Regions from separate parts of the Anser cygnoides genome. Here region 2 is linked to region 1. The links are chromatin contacts, called in public Hi-C maps. All regions are on one chromosome and are shown on one strand. The core of a region is the stretch at or near the end of the contact, and the rest is flanking DNA. Distances in the headings are between cores, read along the strand shown.

Region 1 (2,724 bases), core at 25-2,524:
ACGGCCGTCCGGGCTGCCGCGCAAGGGCTGGAAGCCTCTGAGCACCGTCCCTTCCTCGGCGGCAGCCGGCTCCAACCTGGCCGTCAGTCCGAATCGCGTCTTCACGGAAAAAGTGGTGCAAGCGCCTTCTGCCGGGCTCGGCGGCCCCGCGCCCGCTCCCTCCATGCCGGGCCCCGGCGGGGTCAGGGCAGCGGCGGAGGGGCGCGGGCCCGGCGCGGGCAGGCAGCGGCCCGGCCCCGCTGCGGCTGCTTCCGCCCGGCGGCCGCGGCGCCCATGGGGCCCGCGGGGACACGCGGCGAGTCCTCGGCGGCCGCGGGGCCCGGTCCCTGGCACCAAGGGCTCTGGGGCACGGCAGGCGGAGCGGGGTGGCGGTGCGGGGCGCCTAGACGCGCGGGGCGGCCGGGCGGCGGCCGGGCTCTGCCTCCTCGGGGCGGGAGCCGAGCGGGGCGCCTGGCCCGGCGCTGAACGCCCGCGGGACGCCTCGGCACGGCCCTTCCGCTGGGGTCGGGGTCCACCGCCCTACACCCATAACGAAGTCAAGCCCGAGTCAGCCCGAAGCTCCCCGCTGGTGCTGCCGTGCGGAGCTCCAGGTCGCGGCTGCCCAAAGCGAGCCCCGGCGACCGCCCGAGAAGTCGAATCCAAAGGGGGGACGATGGAAAAAAAAAAAAAAAAAAAAAAAAAAAAAAAGCGAGAGCGAGCCTGCCTTCCGATTTGCTGCAGGTTTCATCCGGAATGCAGATCGCAGCCCGCGGGGCCACGGGCAAAAACCAGCGCGCCTGGTTTCGCGTTACTCCCGCCCTGCTGCGCCGAGCACCGCCGGGCACCGCGCCCAGCGCCCCCGAGCCGCCGCCGGGACGGGGCCGGACGGGACCCGGAGCCCGCACCCGGAGCCCGCACCCGGAGCCCGCAGCCGCTCAGGAGCGGGCACTGCGCCGCCCCCGGGCCGGGACTGCTGCGAAAGGACCCCCTCTGCTCACACCTTTCTCTTCTTCTTTGGTAACTTGCTCCCGTGCGGTGCGCGGGTAAGATTGTTTAGTTAACACTGGTGAGTGTACTTGAAGGAAATCTTCACGTCCGCATAACTCGGCATTCAGAGAAGCTGTCAGGGACTCTCTTTACATATGTTTCTTAACACACATGAAAGTGCAAAATACTTAGGCACAGTTGAAATTCAGGAAGTCATTAATGTTCAGGTCAGGTTCCCATCAAAAGTCTTCACTTTTCCTATTTTTGGATCTACAGAGACTGCAGATCTGCAAGAATTTCTAATCGTCTTATCCCCCTGCCTTTAAGAAGTTACTTTACTCAGATTTCCACATCGGTATGTTAGAAATTCAAAGACAGTACTCTGATTTTTGTTGCGGAGGGGTCATTCTGCAGTCAGCCGTTCAGCTGTGCTGAGTAGCCTTGTGTAAACACCAGGCTGAAAGCCGGCCTTCCCAGGCAGATCAACTGTGCTTGGCACCATTGTATCGCATTACAGGAAAGCACTTACTGAAAAGCTGAATGCTACAGACAACAAGCAACAGCTATGTATGCCAACATACTTATGTTTTGGTTTAGTGTTTATGTACAAAAAGCATGTGTTTCCCTTTAAGGATACTATAGAAAGTAAAGTCGTCATAAAGTCAACAGCGAAAGTCATTGGTATCTACTGCAGGAAGCAAGTTTCCCTGAAATCAGATTGTAATACGGAAGGGCTTAGACAATGCCTACTGACACCTTTTCAGTTACAAAGTTGCATACATACCTATAGACAAAGGGTACTGGAATCACTCCCACCTTCACTTGTGATTTAAGCGTAGAACAACATTATCTGCCTTCCTATCTGCCATTTCCTGCACGCAGAAAGCTCTGGACTTGCAACTCTGCTGTGCTTAATCATCAGGGGCAAAGGGAAGGAATGTCCCAATAAGCCATGACTTACTGCCCCTGTTTTCTAGGCTTTATATAGACCAATATCATAAAAGGAAGTGCTGCATAAGGAAAGTCTTTTTCACTCCCTGTGCCAACTTTCTCTTACAATCCTGTGTTAGTAAGACGAGTGGCAGGAAGCTGTCTCAGCACTGGTGAGAATTTCTTCCAAGACCAGACTTCTCTAAGGCAAGTCTACAGCAATTTTAAACTTCAATTTATGACAAAATATTGGGCAAGATTGACCCTACTGAACCAAAATTTTCTACTCATTACATTTAAATTTATACCTATTTTTATATTCAACCACGGGATAATTGTTCAAACAACAATTACTATTGTCCTGATAACTTCTGTGGTTATGCTTGGCATATTTTATATGCATATTTATTTGAGATATGGTTAACTTATGATGGATAAACAGTATTGTATTTTTCAAAAGTAGTTTGGTTGCTCAGTGATCAAAAACCTTCTATGAAGTTGCTCATGTAGCTGTATTTTAAACTAAACATACTTACTAGATAGTGCCAAAATACAACGGGTGACAGCAGGTGTCGGTGACAACACTACACCTACACTTAGATAGAATAAAACTTATGTGTAATGATCTAGGGTGACCAAACTGTAACAGTCTTATGCATATTGTCTGTAAGCAGGTTACTGAAAATAGCCACAATCTAACTATTCTAGATTTTAATAGTATGTATGAAAAGTTCAGTTATATCCCTTATAACTCCATATAAGGCCATATTGTGATGATAATTCTTAAATATGTTTTGTCACAGAGATGAGGGGTAGAATATATTGGGT
Region 2 (2,700 bases), core at 100-2,599, 460 kb after region 1:
GTACTGATCTATCAGGTGCTACATAACAAGATTCTATTAGCTTTGCAAAGCAAAATTTGTTATGTTAGCCTATAGGCAGTTCCCAAGGTCAAAGTTCAGTTCAACTTTTACTACAGAGGGAATAATTAGAAGTGACCGGTATTAATGACTTCGTATATCTTTAATTCCATGTAAACCTTCTTAACCTAATACATGACTTAAAGAAGCAAATGCATTATACTGCATTAAAAACACAGATTTTAAAATTAGTGTTTACTGTTAAAACTTATTTAATTAAAAAAATATGTTTAATTAAAAAAAAATAATTTAACTTTTAGTCCTGAGAACACTTTCTATGTCTGAGTATCTCCAGATCTTTAAGTGATCTGGATATATCTACTGTTACCTGAACTGAGTGAGGTAAGGTGATGTTTTATAGCTTCCAAGTGTGACTGCACCATCTTGTATGAAGGACATACATGCTATAAATACACTTTTAAATACCTTTCCTTCGTACAGTTGAAAGGCTTCTTACAGGCGCTGTAATGTATAACTACAGCTGCAACCTTCCACCACAAACATTTCTGCATAGTGAATAATAAATGCTTAAAACAGGGCGTTTAAGAGGTTGCAGAATCTGTGTTCACAACAGTTCAGAGCAATCCCTGTAGTGCCTCGATGCATCTGAATTAAACACCGAGGTGCTCTTTACACCTGAACTGTTCCAACCTCTGATACCTCAGCAGCCAACGGCCTCAGTCCCCGACCAGCGGCCGCAGCCCAAGCCCCGGCGGCGGGCAGCAGCCGCGCCAGGAGGCCCGAGGCCCCCGACAGCGCCGGGGAGGCCGCTCCGGGCCCCGCCGCCGCCATGCTGCGGCCGGCCCCCGGCCCTCCCCTTGCCCCCGCCGCTCACTTGAGGAAGCCGACGTGCTCCTCCCCGTCCACGAGCACCCGGGCCCCCGCGATCCAGTCCTGGGGCTTCACCCCCGGCACCACGGCCCGGCCCTCGATCTTAAACCGCTCCCCGGGGCCCGCGCCTCCCGCCGGCTCCGCTGCCCCGACCGCCTCCGAGCCCCCGGCGCCGCGGAGGAGCGGCGACGCCAACAGCCACAGCAGCGCCAGCGGCACCGCGCCCGACATGGCCGCCGGTGCCGCCATCGCCGCCGCCGCCATGGCCGCCGCCGCCGCCACGGCGCATGCGCCGAGCGCGACGCGACGCGACGCGCCCCTAAGGCTACCCGCACAGAGAGCCGGGCGTTCAGCCCGCTGCGCGTGCGCAACGAACGGCGGGGAAAAAGGGCGGACGCCGCGCGCTTGCGCACACGGGAGGGTGAGGCGCCGGCACTTGGCGTCAGGAGCACTGACCAATAGGAGCGAGCGAGCTGCTGGTTGCGCGCAGGGGGTGGGGCAGGGGGGAGGGCGCTGTCCCCTCAGTCAGCACCGCCTCCAGGGCGGGCTCCGTCTGAGGCGCCCTCACACCCTGCCCACAGCGGCCGGCAGAGCCGTACGTCGCTGCGGCGAGGGTGGCCCCGCAGCCTCTTTTTATTTATTTATTTATTTATTTTTCTTTTCCAGTCTATGAGTAAAAAGCTAAGATGATTTGCTACTGAAAATGTGGCAGGACACAGATGTGAAGTAAAAAAACATAAGCAAATACGTACTGCGTGGGTGCATCTTCAGTTGCAGACGGGTCTATCTAGAATTAACACATTTTAGTTTTAAGTTAAATTCTGTTATCACTTGAATCAAGCACCCCTCCCCCAGGAAAATATTACATAAAAGCTTTCAAAAGCAAGAGAAGATCTGTCACTAAATCAAGGCCTCAAGCGTCTTCCTTCAACCCACCGTATATCAACGTGGTTTGTTTCTGATGCTGAGCAGAAGCTCGCTGACAGTGCCCTAGCACAAAGCGCTCATAGTTTGTGAGCAGTTTCAGTGGAGAAGCCAAGAATATGCTGTAATACCCAGCTTGCCCCCATTTCCCCTTTGCATAGCATGTCCTATTATGTCATGCTTACTCACCGTCACGTTGTGCCTACACCTGCCTCTTTTACCTGTGTTACTTAATGTCAGAGTTAATCACTGAACACATTAGAAATATTATTTAATTATTAAGCATGATTACCTTCAGAGATTATGAGCCTGGCCCTCAGCTGATACTCCATGAAAACACTGTATTACGCCAGACATGATTCTGAAATGTCACTCCATGTGAGTGGAATAATGTGAATTATTTCTCCAGCTCTATCTTTGAGCTGCATATTTCTGTTTTGGATAACTAGGAAGATTAAAGAGGTTTTTCTGTTACATAAAATCACAAAATCTAAGAACACTAGCAGTTTTGGAGGTAAAAACGTAAGAATTCTAGAAATTGATGTTAGAAAGTAGCTTCTCTAAATTACATCACTTTCATTGTCACTTTTTAAAGATTTTGTTAATAAAAGAGGTACTTAAAATCACCAAATGGTAGGATTTGTGTTAAGGAAAGATGGAAACAGTACTATTTCCAGTATAACACCAGAAAGACATCGTTTCATACAGACATCTCATATTACTAGTTTTTATATGCAGTTATGTAGAAATATTACTTCTTAGATATCTTTGAGGAGCTGTATTGGGTTGCTCTCAGACCACATAGAGTGGTCCTACCCCCTAGTTTTAAGGAGTTCTTCAACCATAGATTTGTAAGTACCAAACATAAAGAGCTAAATAATTTATTTT

Evidence for each region. A called contact is a pair of places that touch in the nucleus more often than the background predicts.
Region 2: a contact with region 1 is called in a Hi-C map of liver, with 2.8 times the contacts expected there. The contact joins the promoter of EMC7 here to the promoter of FMN1 in region 1. A contact is called at or near these places in 3 of 7 Hi-C or Micro-C datasets (granulosa cells and liver).

Annotation. Positions count from the first base shown.
Region 1 is chr5:26,949,574-26,952,297 of Taihu_goose_T2T_genome, forward strand. It overlaps FMN1 (formin 1), which reads right to left and starts at 1,275. Exons shown (of 17, transcript XM_048058754.2): 1 at 1-1,275. The coding sequence starts at 165.
Region 2 is chr5:27,407,431-27,410,130 of Taihu_goose_T2T_genome, forward strand. EMC7 (ER membrane protein complex subunit 7) reads right to left here and starts at 1,350. Exons shown (of 5, transcript XM_048058709.2): 1 at 893-1,350. The coding sequence starts at 1,152.